Regions from separate parts of the Mus musculus genome. Here all the other regions are linked to region 5. Evidence: chromatin contacts called from public HiCAR-type, HiChIP or PLAC-seq and promoter capture Hi-C data. All regions are on one chromosome and are shown on one strand. The core of a region is the stretch at or near the end of the contact, and the rest is flanking DNA. Distances in the headings are between cores, read along the strand shown.

The links. Promoter capture Hi-C pulls out the DNA fragments that hold promoters and counts their contacts. HiCAR-type assays count read pairs that join an accessible place to other places. HiChIP or PLAC-seq counts read pairs in DNA pulled down with a chosen protein or histone mark. Capture Hi-C pulls out chosen DNA fragments and counts their contacts.
Region 1: a HiCAR-type map of astrocytes shows a contact between it and region 5, with 4 times the contacts expected there. The contact joins the promoter of Neurog2 here to the promoter of Elovl6 in region 5. A contact is called at or near these places in 3 of 39 promoter capture datasets (hippocampal neurons, pre-B cells and stem cell-derived epiblast-like cells), 2 of 484 Hi-C or Micro-C datasets (embryonic stem cells and reprogramming fibroblasts) and 3 of 115 datasets of contacts at active chromatin or transcription factors (astrocytes, embryonic stem cells and large pre-B cells).
Region 2: a contact with region 5 is called in a promoter capture Hi-C map of liver, with 4 times the contacts expected there. The contact joins the enhancer-like site here to the promoter of Elovl6 in region 5. A contact is called at or near these places in 3 of 39 promoter capture datasets (hippocampal neurons, liver and pre-B cells), 2 of 484 Hi-C or Micro-C datasets (the N1E-115 cell line and pre-B cells), 2 of 115 datasets of contacts at active chromatin or transcription factors (astrocytes and stem cell-derived neural progenitor cells) and 1 of 9 other capture datasets (adipose tissue).
Region 3: a promoter capture Hi-C map of hippocampal neurons shows a contact between it and region 5, with 9 times the contacts expected there. The contact joins the enhancer-like site here to the promoter of Elovl6 in region 5. A contact is called at or near these places in 4 of 39 promoter capture datasets (the 3T3-L1 cell line, 3T3-L1-derived adipocytes, cranial neural crest and 1 more) and 3 of 115 datasets of contacts at active chromatin or transcription factors (astrocytes, cardiomyocytes and embryonic forebrain).
Region 4: a contact with region 5 is called in an H3K27ac HiChIP or PLAC-seq map of thymic regulatory T cells, with 6 times the contacts expected there. The contact joins the promoter of Cyp2u1 here to the promoter of Elovl6 in region 5. A contact is called at or near these places in 1 of 39 promoter capture datasets (pre-B cells) and 1 of 115 datasets of contacts at active chromatin or transcription factors (thymic regulatory T cells).
Region 6: a promoter capture Hi-C map of pre-B cells shows a contact between it and region 5, with 10 times the contacts expected there. The contact joins the promoter of Tifa here to the promoter of Elovl6 in region 5. A contact is called at or near these places in 8 of 39 promoter capture datasets (the 3T3-L1 cell line, the C10 cell line, the HPC-7 cell line and 4 more), 1 of 484 Hi-C or Micro-C datasets (B cells) and 4 of 115 datasets of contacts at active chromatin or transcription factors (acute myeloid leukemia, astrocytes, large pre-B cells and 1 more).
Region 7: a contact with region 5 is called in a promoter capture Hi-C map of adipose tissue, with 3 times the contacts expected there. The contact joins the promoter of Fam241a here to the promoter of Elovl6 in region 5. A contact is called at or near these places in 3 of 39 promoter capture datasets (the C10 cell line, cranial neural crest and pre-B cells), 5 of 115 datasets of contacts at active chromatin or transcription factors (astrocytes, epiblast stem cells, memory CD8 T cells and 1 more) and 1 of 9 other capture datasets (adipose tissue).

Annotation. Positions count from the first base shown.
Region 1 is chr3:127,631,730-127,634,503 of GRCm38.p6, reverse strand. It overlaps Neurog2 (neurogenin 2), which reads right to left and starts at 1,368. Exons shown (of 2, transcript NM_009718.3): 1 at 1,047-1,368; 2 at 1-776. The coding sequence starts at 775.
Region 2 is chr3:130,682,671-130,685,613 of GRCm38.p6, reverse strand. The region is part of intron 1 of Gm36373 (a long non-coding RNA gene); the gene reads left to right. Among named protein-coding and RNA genes, the nearest start is that of Gm36373, 8.5 kb to the left of the region's middle. Within about 2 kb of position 1,558, at least 11 of the 459 cell types and tissues checked have an H3K27ac peak or open chromatin away from gene starts, as enhancers often do. A contact at or near this core is called in liver, where this site is marked.
Region 3 is chr3:128,000,966-128,003,949 of GRCm38.p6, reverse strand. No RefSeq gene overlaps it. Among named protein-coding and RNA genes, the nearest start is that of Gm35667, 32 kb to the right of the region's middle. Within about 2 kb of position 1,644, at least 6 of the 459 cell types and tissues checked have an H3K27ac peak or open chromatin away from gene starts, as enhancers often do.
Region 4 is chr3:131,301,727-131,304,600 of GRCm38.p6, reverse strand. Cyp2u1 (cytochrome P450, family 2, subfamily u, polypeptide 1) reads left to right here and starts at 1,374. Exons shown (of 5, transcript NM_027816.3): 1 at 1,374-1,921. The coding sequence starts at 1,474.
Region 5 is chr3:129,531,060-129,534,078 of GRCm38.p6, reverse strand. It overlaps Elovl6 (ELOVL family member 6, elongation of long chain fatty acids (yeast)), which reads right to left and starts at 1,693. Exons shown (of 5, transcript NM_130450.2): 1 at 1,584-1,693; 2 at 1,311-1,431. The coding sequence starts at 1,399. It overlaps Gm35986 (predicted gene, 35986), which reads left to right and starts at 1,691. Exons shown (of 3, transcript NR_153368.1): 1 at 1,691-1,822; 2 at 2,915-3,019.
Region 6 is chr3:127,788,489-127,791,382 of GRCm38.p6, reverse strand. Tifa (TRAF-interacting protein with forkhead-associated domain) reads right to left here and starts at 1,511. Exons shown (of 3, transcript NM_145133.4): 1 at 1,212-1,511.
Region 7 is chr3:127,894,855-127,897,795 of GRCm38.p6, reverse strand. It overlaps Fam241a (family with sequence similarity 241, member A), which reads left to right and starts at 1,473. Exons shown (of 2, transcript NM_027482.3): 1 at 1,473-1,762. The coding sequence starts at 1,613.

The sequences.
Region 1 (2,774 bases), core at 119-2,618, 1.9 Mb after region 5:
CGAGGGGCAGGTGAGGCGCATAACGATGCTTCTCCGGAGGTGGGGGCTGCCAGTAGTCCACGTCTGACCCGGGGCTAGCGGGCGATAAAGTGCAGCTGTATGGGGACGTGGAGTTGGAGGATGACGCCGGGCTGTTGGTGCAGCTCCAGGAGGAAGGTGGAGAAGGGCTGTCCCCGCTGGCGCCGAGCGCAGCTCCCGGGCTCAGGAGCACCGCCTCCGTGAAGAGCGCCCCCTGGAGGCCACCGGCGCCGGCGCAGTGGTCCGCCAGGCGCAGAGTCTCGGTGAGCGCCCAGATGTAATTGTGGGCGAAGCGCAGCGTCTCGATCTTCGTGAGCTTGGCATCCTCGGGGAAGGTGGGCAGCACCTCGCGCAGCGCGTCCAGCGCGGCGTTTAGGTTGTGCATGCGGTTGCGCTCGCGGTTGTTGGCCTTGAGCCTGCGGGTCTTCTTGATGCGCTGCACCGTCTCCGCCGTCTTGGCACCTCGGGAGACGGCCCGTGAGCGCGACGGGCGACGCTTGCACTCGTGCATCAGGCCCAGCAGCCGCCCTGGCCGGCAACCCCCGGCACCCGACGCCGGACTGCCCTGCACCCCCTGCCCGGCTTCCGCTCCACGCTGCCCACGCGCGGAGCCCGGCCGGCGCAGCTCCTCGTCCTCCTCCTCGTCCGCGCTGGAGGACATCGGGGTCAGGGTCGCCGAGGCCGGGGAAGCCGAGCCCAGCAGCATCAGTACCTCCTCTTCCTCCTTCAACTCCAGAGTCTCAGATTTGACGAACATCCTGAGAAAGAAGAGGCAGATGAAATTTATTCCCAGAATGGACAGGGTAAAGTGTCGCTGGCGCCGCGCCCCGCCCCCCCCCCCTCCATCTCCCTCAATGTGCATTCGCGAAGATGGCGAGGACAGAGCTGGGGAGGAGCGCCCCGGGCTCGAGCCACCTTCTGCCGGTCACAGAAGTCACTGCGTCTAGAGCGATGGAGTTAGCGTGGGCGGCGTGAGCCTGCGTGGGGACACTGCCTGCGAAGTGGAGAGCCGCGGCATGCACACTTACCTACGCGGCTCCAGATGTGTCGCGGCGCAGCTGCTGCTCCGGTGTGTGTCCGGGAATGTCCCCGCAGCCCGGAACCGAGCACGGTGTCCTCCGCGCCGCGGGCTTGGCGCTTCCTAGGCGCACCTCCGCGGGGGGGCCTCTCGGCTGGGCGACTTTGCCAAGAGCCCGGACGACCGCGGCAGCTCGCCCGAGTCTCGTGTGTTGTCGTTCTCGTGCGTGGTTGTCTGTCAGTCAGTCCCTGGCCGTGTGGCTGCTGGCACGCGACTCCAAGGCACTCCAGTTAAAGCCGAGCTGCTTGTGGTTCAGTGGCTGCGTGTCTGGCACACGACTCTCCTTAAAACCCCTTATATACCACCAAGAAAACAATCAGATCTGCCCCGGGGCCCCCTCCTCACCTACCCTTCCCCCGCCCTCTCCTCCTCCGCCTGTCCTGGTCCCCCGCTCTCCCTCCCCAGCTTATTCTTTTCATCGTATTATCATCATTCATTTCTTTCCCTTTCTTTAGTCCCTCTCCCCCTCCCCTGGCCTGGCCATCCATCCTCCTCCTCCATCACCCCCGCCCCTCCGTCCCCCCTTTATCTAATCAGCATAAAATGGTTCTAAAGCTCCTGTTGGCGCTCCAGGCTGCAGCCCAAGCTACCGAAGCCGCGGCGGCGGCAGTGGCTCAAGCTGCGGCTGTTGTCGCCGCCGCTGTCTATTGTGATTGGTGGCTCGCGCTCGGCTGGAGCGTGCCGCTAATTTATTAATGAAAGGAGGTCGCGAGGCGCAGCTGGCCAATCAGTGTTCCCGGGACTCCGGGAGGCCTGCGAGCCACGCGCACCGGAGCCCGCTCCCTTTCAGCAGCTCATTAGGGGCCCGAGTGCTGGGGGCCCATGGCGGGGGGGGGGGGGGGCACCCCGACTACTGCTCCCGCCCGAGTCCTCCATACGCGTCCCGCCCGTCTCAGCCGGGGTCTCACGGGCGGGCGACCGGAGCCTTGAATTAGTGAGAGTCAGAATCCCGGAGAAGGCAGCCTGGTGGTGCTGCCGGCCATGTCTCGGCAAAGCCTCTTTGGGGCCGTATCAACTAGAAAACGGGTTTTAAAACACCTTAGTCTAATTAGGAAAAGGAAGGGGTCACGTACGTGTGCCAGACAGGAGGCACGTTGTGAGAGAGTGTGCCTGAGTTCTAGAGAAACGTGTCTATGACTGTTTGGGAAACATTAGGAGTTCACAGAGACGTCCCCTAGAAGGGGAAATTGGTCGGAGAGCAATTGATGAGCATTAAAAAAAAATAAAATAAAATAAAATAAAATAAACGCACTCACTTGACACACCCATTTTCCCTGAGACACAGTGAGGCTTCACGCCTTGACGTAATTTGGGGGGCTTCTGGTGCGGAAGGGGATGGGTACCAACAACAGGTTAGAGCCAGATGATACTATAAGGTGGCTTCCTGTGTGGGTGGCAAAGGCAGGCGTGCTACTGCTCCTAGGAGCGAGTGGATCACTCTGACACTTGTATGACCTCTGCTCCGCTCTGGGGGGCGTTGTTGAGACATAGGGCCTGTCCTCCCAATTCTGCCTTTTCAATGGGGAGAAAAAAAATAGAAAGGAGCTCTAGCTCCCTGCTGGACTTGAGAGGAAACTTGTTCTGAATTGCTGTCTGTCCCTCCCCTTTACCACTAGACGCAGAACCAGAGTCCCAGAAGTGAGTGAGTCCTGAGTGTCATCTGGGACCGGTCGCGGGG
Region 2 (2,943 bases), core at 309-2,808, 1.2 Mb before region 5:
ACATGAACTACCTGAAATCAGAGGTGCAGCTTAGTGTGTGGGACACAATACACGCTCAATAGCTCTTCAGTACCTGGCTGCATTAAACTCGTCAGGAAAATACACTCAAGAACGGGTTAATTGACTGAGTAGCCCAGGTTAGTTGGCGTCATTTCTACTTTTCCTCTTTGGTGGATTTCTTATTTCTTAGCCCCACCCCGTTTAAGGCTGGCAGTTGAATCTGGGACCCCACAAGCCAGGGAGGTACTCTGCCAGCTTCCTCCATCGTTCTTGAACTGACTCTGAGTACTGGCATCCTTGGTTTGATCCGCACATGCCATTCCTCTGACTTCCTGTAGTTAATCTCAAGGGTTTTCACTGTTTGCTTTATTTCAGTGAGCGCCATTGGTAGAGGGACCAAGGCTATGCAAGCCTCATGGTAAATCAAGCGCATAGTACACACATCACCAGGATAGGGCTTCTTTCTTCATCCAAAATGCTGAGTCACGTAAAGTTTTATTTGACAGTAAACAGGCTTCCAACTAATTGATCGTCATCTGTGTCACTTGCGTTCCATGAACACTTAGTGAATTGACAGTCACCGTGATTTTTGACAGCATTTGTGTTTTGTTCTATTTTGTAACCTGGGTCACTTCTTCTAAAACAAACAGTGCCAGGCTCTGTTTGTCAGTTAATAATCTGGGTCTGTTACTGTTTCATGGATATTGGCAGAAAACTTGAGACTTCTGGGTCAAAGACAAAGGACTTTGTTACAGCGGAGCAAGCAGCGTGGGGACAACACTCGCCAAGCCCCACAGGGTAGTGATAGATGCTGCGCACATGGGTAGCTGGCTCCTAGCTGCAGAACACTGAGTTTAGTGATGTGCTGTTTTATAGTGTGTGGAAGGGAAGGGAGGCAAACCCATACTTTGTCCAAGAGGGACAGTTATCCATCAATGTGGTGGGCTGCAAAGACAGCCCTAAGAAGTGGCCTGGGGAAAGAGCAGCCACGGTGTCACATGCCTGGCAAGAAAGTGCAGGGCTCCTCAGACCCCATAGCTCTGGCCTTTCCCTATTATAGTCAGATAATTGGCTTTGACACTAGTTCACTCTTAGAAGCCAGCCCAGACAGGCTCAAGGCCCTGCTGTGTCCCTTTCTATGTGGGAATTTAAACAAATACTTTCCATTCCCTTCTGTCTTCTCTTCTTTACAGTGGTGCCACCCATCCCATTGATTGGCATAGTGTTGTATGCTGTCCCTCGGCCTACATGAACCGGGTACACCCGGGAGGCAGGCTGGGCTGAAAGACACTTAGACTTCGAGAAAAGATAATGAAGCCAAGACAAAGGTTCTGATCAAGGCCCGAGAGTTTACTAAGAGACCTTGCTTATAAGGGGGAAGCCCCCCTAACCCCCGCCAGTCCATTCTTGGTGCCTGGAGCCATTCTGCCAGCACTTGGTCGCCAGGCTGGTTGCTTATTCAGGAATGCCTCAGGAAGACAGGTTCAACCTCTGTTCCTTCTGCAGGTAGCAGAAGAGCAGGGCAGTTGTCACTTCAAAAGGAGCCAGCCAAGTTGGAAAGCTGCACCGCAGGTGGCTCCACCTCATTGGCGACAAGGTCTGTGCCAGCCCGCTTCAGGCTGGGGGAGGCTACAGCCTAGGATAAAGGAGAAACTGCAATAGGTATAGAGGGCTGACGTTGTCCAGAGTCTTCGTGCACCTATCACCACTGACTTGCTCTGCTTACTGGGCAGTTTACTTGAGTGCCTGTGTTGCTTCTGTCCACGGAAATGAGGGATACTTTGTAACGCACGTTGTCATAGATGCTCAGGGGACTAAGTTTATCTCTTCTAAAGGATTCTGACAGTTGTGAAGTATTCTTTCAAGTGCACGTGATAGGACAGTGAAGATATAAATCCTTGCTTTCATGGAGACTACATTTGAGAAGGGGAGATATACCCCATAGTGTGATGTGGACAAACATGAAGAGAACTGAATCCGGGTGAGGATATGGTGATCAAAAGCTTATACAGGCAAAGTTTTTGTCAAACGCGGTGTGCTCCTGTGGTTTGTCTGAGTCCTAGGAGTGGCCATCGGTGGCTTGAATTAGGAGGAGCTTTACCCCTGGGAAGCTAGGCATGGACAGTTAGGTATGTCATAGGAAATGGAGACACATTCATGCCAAGTTGTGATTTGATGTCACACTTAATGTGGAGCACTTTTAGATCCTTCAAAGGACTCTTCAAGTTGATTGTTTTAAATCCAGGATGTAAGAAGAGATACTGAGAAGGGGGGAAGCTTTGAGTACCTGGCCACAATACTGTTCTCTATGTGACATTTCTCAGGGACGCTGTTCTTCACGGAAAGATGCAAAGAGGCCAAAGAGTTCAGAGCCGTGTAATAGATGAACCATTTGGGCTTCTACTGACATGCTTCCTGTCTGAGAGAAGTGATTACAGTCAAGTGTTAGCATCCAGGGCTCCATACTCTGAATTCTGTAGCTCAGCTGCTCTGCTCTGAATCCATCCACAGAGGTTGAGTAAGCCTAGGGCAGCTCTACAGGGGCTGGCCGGCAGCTTTTATCAAGACTATCAGAGATAGAACACAATAAGCTATGAAAATGACACACACACATACACACACACACACACACACACACACACACACACACACACCAGCAGGACTGGCAGAGATAGTGTTCACAAAAGCTACAAATGCAGAGGGACAGACAGTGGAGGTGACAGCAGAGATGACTAGATAGCCAGTCTACCATGACTACCCTGAGCAACGGCACAGGGCTGACAAGTTGGTTGCTAAGAACACTTCCTCTTCTGTCCTTGGTAGAGTAATCAAGGCAACTTGACCATGCAGGCTGAAAGAGCCCTGTCATCTGGTCTGGATGATGCTGGTCTACACCTGACTGAATTTGTCCTCTACAGTTAGGTCAAGAACAGAAGGGACAAC
Region 3 (2,984 bases), core at 395-2,894, 1.5 Mb after region 5:
ATAGGTTGTTTGAAGTCACTTTTCTTATACCTGATCTTGCTGGGACTCCAACTCAGGAAATCCGACAGATTTCTGAGTGTACCCACCACCCACCTTGCCAAGAACAGATGGATGAACTGGCTCCAATGAAGCAAGAGATGGTTTGTCAGTTCAGTGCAGAAGCAACGAATCTAAGAGAAGATGGAGATTCTGCCTTTGAACTATCTCTAACAAAATTTCTTCCCAGCATTGAAACGCAATAGTGATGGGACTCTCCAAAACACATCTGAGACCCCCACCCCCACCCCCCGGGAGGAGGGCTGGAAGTGAGCTGCAAGCAAGCTACTGTGGAGTGCTATCACCTGAGAGGCAGGACCTGAGAAAATAGTCTCAGTATCCTCTGAAGAAAACAGAAGCTCATTTGTCAAATACATCATTTTTAAGTTGTAAACAAATAGATAAGTAGCTATATAAACCTACGCTTCTCTGCTATTCAAACTGAGGCACACAGTGGTCTCACTGCTGGTGGGAAGCAGATATGCTGCCCTCTGGAGTGCCCGGTGTGGCACTCCTCCCATCCATCAGGAGTTCCAGCCACCATTCCTTCGGGCTCTCCTGGTTGTGCACAGATTGGGTTTCATGTAGACATGCAAAAAATAAAAAAATAAAAAAAAATCTCTAAGCTTATTCGACATGAAATACAATACATTTGCCAGATAACCAGGACCCTCATATTCATCATAAATCAATTGTGTTTATCCGTAGCCAAGAAAGAACTAGAATGCGCTTTCCTCATTTGGAAATCCAATCTGCTCTTCACAGTAATTATGCTGCCTTTCGTATGAATCATGGTCTCGCACCACAGTGTCAGGGCCCGGCTCGCTCGCTCGCTTGCTCGCTCGCGGCTGTGCAGCACTGAGATGATCCTCGCACTTGGGGGTAGGATTTGGGGAGTTATTGAAGTAAATCCTTTTACTCACTAGACTTTCCCTTTTTTGTGTGTCTCATCTTCAGTCTTTTTGTTCAAATTTTACAGAAAACTTCTGAAAGCCGTCGTAAGCAGGGCAAGAGCACCCTCACCAATCCCCCGGAAGCCACGGAACTACACTCAAGATGGGCGAGGGCTCTCCCCTTGCTCTCATCCTGGCTTTCCCTCAGGAGTCACCACACAGCCAGCTCCCTCTTTTATTTATCCTTTCCACACAGTTATGTTACAATGATGTGCTGAGACTCTCTCCAGTGTAAGAGTCTTCATAGCCAGGCATTGTCCAAATGCACACAAACAAACGTGAGTTGTTCTCTGTGCATCCTCTGTAGAAAGCATAGAGAGAGGTGGGGGTCTGAGGCCCAGCCATCTTTAGTGACATATATTGCTGAAAAGTAAGACTGTAAACGGGAAGCCATGTCTATTTGAGACCTTCTGGAACGTGAGGCGTGGGGGCTTGACCTTATAACCCACTGCCCTTCATGCAGTTAACTGCCCAATTGCCAGAGGAAACCCGTGAACCCAAAACGACAAAAAGGGTCATCTGAGAGGGCGCACCACCAGGTGGGATGTGAGGAAATAGGAACCCAGGAGCCACTGTGGACACCATTATTATGTGTGTGGACACATAGAACATAGTAACAAAAGGAGGGACTTACCACTGTGGCCACAAGTAGACTTTTGCACCGTTGGTGACTGGTGTTAGTTCTCTGGTCCTCTGCGTAAGGCCCTTCACTGGGCAGTCTGTGTATTTGTAAGATGGTTGGGCTTTGCTGTTGCTGTTGCTATTGTTATTGTTGTTGTTGTGTTTTACTTTGTTTGCTTTACCTTTGTGAACAGCAGATGTCCTCAAATGGACTACACCGTGTCCCCTTCCCCCACCAGAAGTTTCTAGAATGGAGCTTTCCTGACACCTAGTGGCCAGATGAGGAATCCCTGATTTCCTTATAAGTAGTTTAATTTAGAAAGTATATTTACATCCCAAATGAAATTTTAGAACATTGCTTCACAGTTTACCACTGATCCCCTGTGAGCTGCTGGCTTGTGGGTTAAATGCAATTCTACTCCTATATTGCTTAGAATTTTAAAGTAAAATTGCTATCAACTGCGGCTAGTTCTGGGTGCATGCAAGCTCACATTACTGTGCTTCCCTCCTGTAATAGTAACTAAGCTTAAGATAAAATACCAAAGGCTAAATTACACATGAGTCTCAAATGAGAGCCTGTGTAAATTAATAAAAACTTTGCATTGTCTCAGATAAATTACAGTGAAGGTACTCTGCATACCACCAAAGGAAAAAGATAAACACTAAACTAGCTACAAAACCTACAGATCTACAGTTGTGTCCTCATAAGAATGCTAGAGAAATGGCAGCACACAGCATGTGGGAATATAACCAAACAATATCTGATTTGACTGAAGGCCCACTCCATGGGATGGAGCCTATGCCGCCATACCTAGCACTGTTTAGGTAACCAAGAACCTAAGACTAGATGATCCAGGGACCTGAGGCAAAACCAAATACTACTGCTCTGTGGAACCACAACTACAACAAAATATAGCAATGAAATGACTCCTGGTGACATTTTGCTGTACGTGTACATTAATGTGTTGCCCAGTCAACATCAGAGAAGTTTCCCCCTGCATCAGATAGGCACAAATACATACACCCACAACCAGACATTATGGAGAATGAAAGATCTCAGAACACTCAGCCCTAAACGAGAGATCTCCATCAAAACTCTCCCCCTCTAGAGTCATCAGAAGAGGAAGCAGAAAGAATGTAAGCACCAGAGGGGATGGAGGACACCAAGCAAACAAGACCCTGTAAATCAACACGAGGAAAGCTCATAGGAACTCACAGAGACTAAGACAGCATGCACAAGACCTGTACAGGACTGCACCAGTCAGGGTCCTCAGCCTGTGTAGTACTACATAACTAGCAATGTATAAACAACATGTATACACACAACATATATACATACATACACATACATATACACATACATACACATACATA
Region 4 (2,874 bases), core at 125-2,624, 1.8 Mb before region 5:
ACGCGGCAGCAGTCTGGGTGTTTGGTGGCAGGGAAGAGGCAGAAGATAAGACAAATGGGTCGGATAGATTCCTGCTGTGCCATGAAAAAGGGGGACTAAACAGCTTAAGATAATTTGTGAATTGAGCTCACCCGATAGTAGTGGGTTAGAGAATGGCATAAAGAGAAGGAAATGCCGTATTGGAGACTGCATCTGCCAACAAGCAGCTGGAAAGTGTATGTGTGCTCTGGGGAGAGTACAGTACTCCTGTGATCGCACCCAACAGTGGAAGCGTAAACAGGGGGCTTCCAATTAAGGCTGGACTGTGAGTTACAGGAGCGGCCAGTTGCAAGACAGTAACAAGATAATAATGAACATCTTAATGTCTTATACTCGGAAATCTTGTTTAAAGTCACACAAGAAAAGGAATCTGATAAGGGTTAATTACTGGAAATGTGACAGGGGCTTTTGTAGTTTGTGGAGGGGAGAAGGAAGAATGTATTTGTGTACTTTACTAACTACGGCAAAAGCAGTAGAGAACAGTAGATATTTTTTAAAAACCCACATAATAGGAAAAGAAGTCACCACCCTTCAAGCTTTGGTCATATTTATAACGCACCATAGTGTTCAAATTCTGTGTGGTGTGTGCGTGTGTTTGTTGGGAGGGAGTGATCTAACACAGGAACCAAACGTGGATCACAGGTGAAGCACTTCCCTACCACAAGCATGGGCTAGAATTTGACCCCCTCCCCCAGCATGGTAGTATATGTCTTTAATATGTGAATTCTGGAGGCAGATGTAGGTGGATCTCTGAATTGGTAGCCAAACTGGTCTACATAAGGAGTTCTAGGCTATCAAGATTCAAATAAAAGTAGAAAATAGAAATAAGAATAGAAAAATTAAAATAGAAAAAAAAGGGGGGGGGGCATCGACAATTCTAGGGAGAGTCTAACCGAGAGAAACCACAACATCTGGCCTGTAAATGACAGGAAGGTAAAGCACTCTGGAGCCATCCCCAGATGTTGGAATATCCACACATCACATTGTTGGATACTAGCTCAGCATTTCAGGTCTTGTCTAAGGCTAATTAATAAAGCAGTCACCCAGCCCGGGTTCTCTGAGTGTTTTGATATAGTCAGGCCATATGCAGAAACCCACAGAAAGCTCACACCCCCTGGAGGAGCCTGCTGCTGCTAGTGCACTAAACTGGCAAAACAAACAAACAAACAAACAAACAAACAAACAAAACCCCACTCAGGACAGCTCAGCTGTGCTGCGAGAGACCACTCGTCACCACCAGCCGTCCCGTAGGACGTCCCGCCCCCACCTTATGCAGGAGCAGCTGACTGGAGGATCCCGAGAGGGGCACGCGGCGCAGCCAATCGGAAGGGCGTGCCTTGCCCTGCCTCGCGGTTGACCTTGAGTCATGTAGCCGGCTACTGTCGCGGTGCCGGCGCGTCTGCAGCGGAGCTAGATGCAGGCGGTACCTGGGACATGTCCTCGCTCGGGGACCAGCGTCCCGCGGCAGGGGAGCAGCCGGGAGCTAGACTGCACGTGCGGGCGACAGGAGGCGCGCTGCTACTTTGCCTGCTGGCGGTGCTGCTAGGCTGGGTTTGGCTGCGGCGGCAACGCGCCTGCGGCATCCCTCCGGGGCCCAAGCCTCGGCCACTCGTGGGTAACTTCGGGCACTTGCTGGTGCCGCGCTTTCTACGACCGCAGTTCTGGCTGGGCTCGGGCAGCCAGACGGACACGGTGGGCCAGCATGTGTACCTGGCCAGGATGGCCCGTGTCTATGGCAACATCTTCAGCTTCTTCATCGGCCACCGTCTGGTGGTGGTCCTCAGCGACTTCCACAGCGTGCGCGAGGCGCTAGTGCAGCAGGCTGAAGTGTTCAGTGACCGCCCGCGGATGCCGCTCATCTCCATCATGACCAAGGAGAAGGGTGAGCGCGCCGCGGGCTCAGGATCCCCAGGCGGCAGGACCTGCGTCATGACCAGCATAGGGGATAGAGGACGGAGGCGTGGCTTTCTAGTGTGCGATTAAAGTGGGAGACACACTGGAAAGTGAGGGAGGTGTGGGCACCAAACTGTAAAATAAGGACCACCCACCCCGGAAGCCTTCCTTTGTCCCAAGTGAGGCCTTCTCACGCATAGGTCTGATCTCAACGTTTCTAAACATTGGCTGTGTTAGGAAAAGGGGGAGGGGGATTCATTTCACCGAGTATCATTCAGTTGCAAAAGTATAAGAAGATATTTTTTTCCCCCTTAGGAATGGCCAGAATCCAAGCTAGGAGACTGGTGAACCGGATGTGTTCATAGCCTCTAATATTTTGGCAAAGAATGTGGCTGCTCCCCGCGGGTGACTAAAGAACTTGCCTGAGGTTAAATTTAAGAGAAAGTGACTAATTTTTTTGAGAGAATATTTCAAGATAGCCAGTCTGTTCCCAGAGCCCGTGTATATCTCCCTCGGCAGACACAGGGTCTCGATCTCCTATTCTCCAGCCACCTGTCAATCCTGTGTTCTGTCTTCAGACACTGAAGTACAAGACTGAATCCATTGTGGGTGGCATATATATGCTTCGGTTCAGGAGAGTGGCCCCCTGACTTCATACTTTGATATCCCCTCCCTCACCCCATTTCTAATTTTGCCTTGGAAACTCCCCATGTAAGGCCTCAGAAAGCTCTGGAATTGGAGGCACCTGTAATGGGGAGGGCAGGTGTGAGCACTGGGCTGGAGCACGGAGAGCTTGACTGCTATATCAAGGGTAGTTAGTTCTTGTTCCTAAGGCCACTCCAGCCTCTGCAGAAAACAGAAGTTGGATGCGCTGAATTGCGTGCACCTTAGTGGCCTCTTGGCTAGAGTTGGGTTCAAGATGAAGGGTGTATGACAGCCACT
Region 5 (3,019 bases), core at 444-2,943:
GGCCTCCAGGCAGCCGCCATGCCGCGGCCCGAACTCGCGCGCCCCGGAGTCTCGGCTCCGCCCGGCCGCCGCCGTAAACCGCCCAAGGGCCCAGCTCGCAAGCTGAAGGCCAAGGGTGGGCGCGCTCCCCGCGGGCGAGAAGGGGCGGGAGCAGCAAGCCCGGGATCGGGCTGGAGAAGGCGAACCCCCGGCGGCTGCCACCACCCGCTCCAGCCCGGGAGCGCCGGCGTCTCCGGTTTCCCATTGATGAATGGAGGGAGGGAAGGCAGGTCGCGAGCGCCCTCGCACGCGGCAGCGGAACCTCCCGGAGCCCGGAAGCCCCCCGAGGGCCGGCCGCGGCGCAGAGGGGGTGGGGTGGGGGTGGGGAGATCGAGGGGGCTCGCACTAAACCGGAGGGAAACATCTCCAACCACAGCACGGTCTACGGGAAGGAGGGAGCTCCCTTCTTAAAATACTGCAAGGTGACACCGGATCGCCTCCCACACGGGGATTTTTCAGAAGACTGACCGGAGGAACTCAGTAAACAAGATGTTTTCCCGGATTCGAAGTTCTGGGGAAAGACCTCCGAGACTGCCCTGGCAGGAGCCTTCCAGTACTTAAACTGCTGCTCCACGCGGAGAAGCGTGTCCAAAAGGCGTTTCCTTTACACAGAAACTTAATAATGGCGTGGCTCCACTTGCTCGGGTTCATTCATTTTTATTGCAGTTTTCATTGTCCCCTCCTCCCCGATGTCTTTATGAAACCGGAAAGTAATCTGAGTGGGGAAGGGGTCCTGGACCCTGGGCATCTACGGCTGGAGGCGGCAGTCAAGGGAGGGCAGTAAAGTGGAAGAACTACAAGGAGAAAGGAAGGACACGAGGGATGGGGAGAGGGAAAGGACCAGAGAGAGGCGGGCTGAAGAGGGTTAAAGGGAGCGGAGACCGGGTCCTCCCTCCACTGCCTTGCACGCTCCAGTTGCGGGAGGCCAAGCAGAACCCCCAAATCTAAGCGAAAGCAGGGAGACAACACAGGTGGGATAGCTGGATTGTAACATGCCTCTGTCTCCCGTATATTATTACAGGTACACATATTATATGTTCTATGTTATATAATCTACACAAAGATGCCCGCGTGGCCGCGGCTCACACAGAGCACCCCCCAAACCGCACGCTTCCATGCAGCTTCAGAGTCTCCTGCAGACATGAGACCCTGGAACTCCGCGATCTGCTGGCTACTGCCGGCAATCCATCCGTCGCTCCGCTCACGCTCAGACCAGGAATACCGACATTAATGCACTCCCGGGAATAGTATCTCGCGAAAGCATCACCTACCAGTTTTCCTGCATCCATTGGATGGCTTCGTTCTCGTTGAACTGCTTTTCGAATTCATATTCTTGTAAAGTCAACACTGACATGTTCATTGGGGCTGATCTTCGGAGTCGCTACGTGTTCTCTATACAAAATAAAAAAATCTGTAAAGAGCCTTTTATTTTGAGTGCTCTCCTGTCTGCTTCCCCCTCCCACCCCCCTAGGTATTGCCCCGCCGTCAGTCTCCTGGCCGATCTCTCTCCCAGCCTCTCAGCTACATCCAGGGTTGAGCATTGCCTGCGCCTCTGCTCCCAGCTCCTAGCTCAGGGGCTCTCCTCCCAGCGTCCGCATCCACCGTAGGAGGAAATGAATGCCTTGCGGTCTTAGTGCCCGCACGTTTGTCCATCACGCTTTTTACTCGTCTACAGGGAAATCTCCTCCCCCTCGTGCGATCGGGAAAATTAACCCTTTGCGCGAGAGGGCGCAGAAGAGCAAGACCTCCCATCGCCCTGGGGGATAGTTTTGTTTACAAGAAGGTGGTTGGTGGACTGGGGGAGGGGAGGGAAGGGCGCCAAGAGGGAGGAAGTGGCCTTGAGGTCATACTCAAGCCCATTCGCCACCTCTTGGGCCTCCCTGCCTGGCCTTTGAATGAAGTTTCAGAGTGAGAGGCGCAGCCCTGAGGCGCGTGGACCTGAAAGCTTGGCGAGTAAACAATTGGGAAATAGTAAAATCTGCCAGGTTCTCTGGCATGAGAACTCCAGGCAAATAAATGTGAGGATCACGTCTTGCGATCTAGTCTCCTCACTACCTCGATCCCGCAGCACCCTCTGAGACCACCTCCACCGGGCAGCTTGGGCGCGGATTTACCTTGACCTTAGGGCCAGGTAGCCTTCGGAACTAAGACCACGTGCAGACAGGATGCTGAGGATGAGGACCTGGGAAGTCAAGGTTGACTAGGAGGCAGAAGTTAGGTAGAGGGTTTGGCTACCAGGAGGGGATATTAATGAACAAAGGAAGGGAATTTGGCATACAGAATTAGGCCTACTGATCTAAATACCAAAACTTTATCTATCTGCTTTACTTTAGTTCTGCCTTATTCTTGTGAAATTAGGAAGAAAAGATTAATGTAGGAGAGGGATTTATGTAATGCTAATCCTCCCCCTGGGCTACCAGCTCACAGCAACCATTCCCAAATACTCCTTATTTTTCTGGAGGATGGTATTTTCTAGTCCTAAAAGGAAGAAGGAAGTAAGAGACAATAAGGTACCTAATAATATAATATTTAGATCCAACAAAAGATACTGATCAACACTTATTAGTTTGTTTGTTTGTTTTTTAAATGTTTGTGATTTTCAAGATTGGGTTTTTTTGTTTGTTTGGTTTGGGTTTTTTAGGTGCTTTTGGCTTTTCGAGACATGATTTTTCTGTGTAGCCCTTGTTGCCCTGGAACTGGCTCTGTAAACCAGGCTGGTCTCAGACTCAGAGATCTGCCTGCCTCTGCCTCACTCACAAGTTCTGGGACTAAGGTTCGGGCCACCACAGCCCAGCTAAGAACCTATTAGTTTAAAGATGTACATTAGGACCAGAGAGAAAATACCCTCTAAGATGTTCATTTCCTCACCTACCAGCCAACTAAAATGAGGCGAGGGCATTTCATGCAGTCAGATCATCTCAGGAAGACACTGGAGGCTGAGGCGGGAAGACTGGTGCTAGTAAAATTGCCAGAAATTTGA
Region 6 (2,894 bases), core at 262-2,761, 1.7 Mb after region 5:
CTGACCCCTGTGTCCTGTGAAACCAGTGAAGGACTACCGGGCTTTGTTTTTGCACAAGGCTGATTGGTTGCAAATACCACAGATGAGAAGCTACGCAGAGATGTTTTTACTAAAATGAGCCAGGTGTCCAAACGGTTTAAAGGGAAGTTTGCACGGCTCCCCTGGGTAGGGGTCACGCATGCCATCAAGGTTTCTCACGTTTTTAGAATTTGCTGTAAATGGAGGTTCCTCTGAGTCGATATGCTAGCGATTGTGATTACAAGAAGGGAGTTTTTATTTTTGCAAAAAAGCTTCTCTTCTTGACAAACACCCGACACCGAGCTGGCAGAAGGGGAAGAGAAACTTGGAAGAAACAAAAGATAATTTTACTCTCTTGCCCAACTCCCTCAGTTGCCATGGCCCCACCGGGTGTCTTAGAAGACATTTGTCCGCGAATTTTACACCAAAGCAGACCTGCACTGCCGACTCAGCAGCCTTTCTGGTTCCCAATCTTTCAGAGAGAGTGGGGGCAACCAAGTACGGAGAGGAGAGCGTCAGGCAAGCTCAGCGCTTTCCAGCGTTGGCGATTCTCGCTCTGCCCACCCTCCACTTCTTATCCCCACCCCGGCCCCACTCCCCTCCCTGGCCGCGGACCCCCCACGGAGCCTCTCCCAGCAACCGGATGCGAATCCTCTGGGAAAATTGGAAAATCCCGGATCACAACGACGCTGGGCTTTCCTGTGACCCGGCTACGGCCGGGAGGTGGGTCTGGAAGAGGCTTGTGCACTCCGGACTGGGATATTTCCCAAGTTCAATAACAGCATGTGACGGCGGGGGACCGGGATGTCGGCTAGTGAGCCAGAATGCACAAGCGGCATCCTTCTAGTTTCCGATTGGATGAAAAGTTTGCAAGAATAGGAGAGGAAAGACATACACACACACCGCTCCCCTCCCCCAGTATTGTTCGGTTCCTCCCTTATTTTATAAAGATCACGTATTTCATAAGCTTAAGATCGCGCTGGCTATATATTTTTTCAACCTTTCCTTAGTATATAGTGCAAGACTGCCTGTAAACCAAGCCAAGGAGAGAGAGAGCGAGAGCGAGGGAGAGGGAGAGGGAGGGAGGGAGGGAGGGAGGGAGAGAGAGAGAGAGAGAGAGAGAGAGAGAGAGAGAGAGAAGCAGGCAAGCGACAGTCCCCCACTCTCAAGCTAAACAGGTGACCAATAGGTACCTGGGGACTTGGAGGTCCGTGAGTCTTGCGGAGCCTTCTGGTGGAAGCCTGGGGATAGGGGTGGGGGTGGGGGACCGTCGCTGCCAGCGCCGTGGGAGCTCGAGGAATCCGCAGGTCGCTGGTCCTCCCACGCCACCGAGCCTCCCACGGGCGCGCCAAGAGCGGCCTCGCGCGAGTGACCTCGGCAAAGCCCTTGCCGGGAGGAAAGCCCCGCAGAGCCAGGCAAGAGGCTGCCGCCGCCGTCCAGCCCTTTTCCACAGGAAGCCCTGCCCCCTGTCGCCTCTCTGAGGTCTCCTGACTGACCGGGTTTGAGTCGCCGGGCACCCGGGGCGACCGCACCTTCTCCAACAAGAGGCAGCTCTAGATGGCATGTGACCCGGGAGCTGGGCTTTGAGAAGAAAGGAACTGGGTCGGTTCCAGATTAAGAGCTGCTGTGGGGTGGTGGACCAGCAGGCAGTTGGAGGACTCGTTGGGGACCCTAAGAATGTGCGCCTGATCTCGGGCCTTGGGAGGCAGTGGCTACTCTCTGCTCAACCCGAGGCGTGGGGAGCGGATGAGAGTCCAGCCAGACAGGATTGGAACCTTCCTCGGGATGCTGCCACCCTGCGCACAAGCCGTCCAGAAGCCTCCTCACCTGTCACTTCCGGCTAACCAACCTTTCTTCGCCCAACACCTAGTGCTGAGTGGTGACAGGGGCAACAGCCTCGTGAGGGTCTTTCAGAGGACCGACTGGATACCCGGACACTAATTTCCGAAGTTCAAGGAGGTTGGGATGGAAATACAGAAGGCAGCTGTGGAGAGAGGTAGGAGAGGGCTTCTATTTAGGGAGAAGAGCGATGGAGAGCAGAGCGAAGAGAACCAGAGTGACTGTAGAAGTTGCCAAGGATGTTCTAGTTGTCCGTTCCGTCGTCCCCTCTGCTTGGGAACCTGAATAGCAATTCCCACAGTCTTTCCATGGAAACTGTTTATTTGTCTGGACTCTGTCCTTAATGTCAGGGGAGGTAGGTCTTTTTCTGGGACAATAAAATGATGTGGCTTCTGCACTGTTGTCAGTCTACTGGAGGGCCTCCCCCCCCCCCCCAATTCTGCTGGGAAGCCTCGGCTGGGAAAGGACTTAAGTACATTTAAGTGAGGCAGATTCCAGTAAGGGATGTAATTTCGTTGGTTAATGATCAACGTTTATTATTCCTTCTTGGAAGAAGAGACAGCCACGGAATCTTCTTTCGATTGAGCTGTATCAAAGCAGGTACAAGATAAGACATTGCCAAGTGATTGTGCCAAATAAACCCAGGCAATAAAGTAACATAAAAATCGGAGTTTCTGCTCTCAGATCTCTTTCTTGTTAACGGTTTTCTTTTTAGACAAGGTTTTGTCATGTAGCTCAGGCTAGCTTCCAAGTCAAGACCCTTCTGCCTCCTGTGAATCCTAGCGTCATGATTGTGCTCCATCTGAACTCTTTAATCTTCAAAGCTGAGTTGAAGAACATGTGAAAAAAATGTGACGAATAAGGGAGTAATAAAGTGATGGACATGGTCAAAGTGCATTAACACAAGTAGAGAAATAACATAGAAACCTTCACTTTATACTATTAATATTTAAGTAGGGGCTATTAACAACACTGACAGAAGATACAGGTTAAAATTCAGGATGCTAGAGGGCATGCTCTTTATTTTCCAGAACTGT
Region 7 (2,941 bases), core at 224-2,723, 1.6 Mb after region 5:
CTGAAGGCATTTTAAAAGAGGCTTTCCCAAACGAGTTACTCGTCTCTGGGCCTATTTGTTAAATAGGAAATAATTTCCATCGACAGTCTGATATACCAGCTACACCATAACCTTTTCCTCAATGCACGGATTAAAGGAAAGCAAAACCATTCGTTGTTTTACTTTCATGCCCCCCAGTTTACCCTTATATGATGGGCTAGCAAGAAAAAAGAAAAAGAAACTCGATTTCTCTCTCTTACCAGTCGCTGAGAATTTTTAAACCATTTCTAGAAATGCACACTACGGCAGAGAGACCAGGAAATGAGCCCAGGGCTCCCACAAGCCACACACACTAGGAAGCAGAGAGAAATAGGCATGGTCACTCAGAGATGCTTAGGGAGAGGAGGCAAAAGGGGAGGAACAAGCGACAGAGAGCCTGCATTCCTTCCTAGGCACAAGCAGCCAACAGCACACCCAGGCACAGCTGAGCGCCCGCTGCAGCTGGTATGGAGGGATACTGTGTGTTTGGGTGGTCTTTCACACTCCCAGAACCTCTTACATGTGCCCACACCTTCATGCACACAGCTCCCTCTCATATGAGCTTCTTATTCTCAGTTGCCCTCTTCTGTATACCTACATCCTCACACAAACTTTCAACACCTATGATCTCCCACACTGTCCTGTCACAAAAGACTCTGGTATACAGTCTTCCACAATCTGTTGTGTACAGGCACACAATTAGACACAGGCTTTTATAATACTCTATCAGACAGGGTCTCATGCATCTAATGGTCTTTTTCATATAATCTCCTGTAAGCACTTGGTTACAGTCTGTTACAATGTTTCTTACACACACTTTCTCACAACACATAACTTCCTCCTCCTCCTCCTCCTTCTCTCTCTCTCTCTCTCTCTCTCTCACACACACACACACACACACACACTAAACACAACATCTAAGTGTGTGTATGTGTGTGTGTGTATAGTTACTCACACACAATCACACATGGGCTCTCACATGCATTAAAAACCTGTCAGATACAATCTCCCTCATGCACCTATGGCCGATTTCATACATAATCTCCCTCATGTAGTCTGTTACAGTGTTCCTCACCTCTGACACTCTCTCTCTTCCTCTCTCTCTGTCTTTTACACATACACACACACACACACACACACACACACACACACCACAGGATATCTGTCTGTTGTGTACAGATAGTTACAGATACACAATTTCACAGATGTCATATACTTTAATAGGTGTCAGACACATACAACCTCCCTCAGGAGCCTATGGCCTCATTCATAGTTTCATGCACTAACTGGAATAATGCTACACCTCCCTTGGTTCCGCCCCTCCCTGGCCCCGCCCCTCCCAGTACCCTGCCCAACCCACCAGGTCCCGCCTTCATTGGGCCGCGGTCCGCTATGGCCCCGCCCCTCCTCCCGCCCCCGCCCCCGGGGTTCCGCCCCCGAGCTGGGGGTGGGGCGAGCGGCTGACAGGAGGGGCGGGCGGCTCCTGCACTTCTGGCCCCCAGGCCGGCGGGCGCGCTTCTAAGGATTCCCGTGTGCGTCGGGAGTCCCGGTGTGGCCAGCGGCAGCCGTGCGGGCGGCCGGAGTCGGCGGTGGGATGTGCTCGGCCAGGAAGCTGCTGCGGGGCGGCGCCGGCAGCGCCGGCGGGGAGTGCGACGAGGACGGGGCGGCGCCGGCCGGGCGGGTTGAGGAGCCGGAGCACGGGGCGAGCCCGCGGCGCCGGCGGCCGCAGGACGAGGGCGAGCAGGTGAGCGCGGGCGCGCGGGCCGCGGGGTGGCGGCTGGGCACGCGGCGAGCGGTTGACGGGCGGGGCCGGGCTCGGTGGAAATGCCCTCCGGAGCCTCACCTCAAAACCACCCGGCAACTTGCGCTACGTGGGCGCGCCGTGCGCTCGAATTCCGAGCACTGCACGCGCCCTGGACGGGGTGGGCGGACGGCCCGCACAGAGGATCGGGAAGCACGGGTCGGTGCCTAGGTGACACCGGGACTCTCCCAGAGCAAGTTTCACAGCACCACCGAGCAGAGCTGAACTTCATTTTAGAAGTGGAAAGGAAAAAAAAAAAAAGAAAATTGCCTGCTGTGAGCACCAAAGGGAAGGAAGCTTTAGTAACAGACATAATAAGGAAACTGGGTACTTTTAAAGTTCTCAGAATTGGATATCATTGAGAAGACTAAGGGAAATTATAACATCAGATATCTGTAAGACTAGACTAGCAGTTGAATGTAAAGATGGAGTTCTACGTGGGACGATTTTTTTTTTTTTTTTTTTACAGGCAGTACAGTAATTAGCTACTCAAAAATCCCCCAGATACAAAGACCTTTAGAAATCACATAAGTAAGCCTAGACTTCTGGAATCATCAGTTAATAATACCTGTAACTTGTCCTCTAATATCACTAAGTACATTAATAACTAAATACATTAATAAAACCCATTACTTAAGAAACAAAAATAATGCTAATGTGGGCTTGATCACCGTGTAGACAGTAATTATTCATCTATGTGACAATATAGGAGCCAGTGACTGAAGCAAATAAATTGGTAGCTAGGAGATCTTGCTGGTGCCCTTGCGGGCGGTGTTCTTACCAAACTGTACCATGCATGTCTCAATAGAGAAGGTCTTGATTTCCTCTTACTCTTGCTCAACTGGAAAACACAGCCAGCAACTAAAACTCCCTTTCCAAAAGTAAATGTGCAAATGGTTGTAATGGCATATGTGAAATCCTTCCCTTAACCATCTCTGGACCTTAGCAATACAATGACATGGACAGCGCCAGGAACTCTAGTCTTACTGATATTGTTACTAGAACAAGGAAAGGGGATGAAACAAAAAATTAAATATACATTCTAGAGAATAGATACCCTATCACATGCCTGCTTCCTCTATTGTACTATGAAATTTCATTTTCCTGCCTGCTTCTGCATGT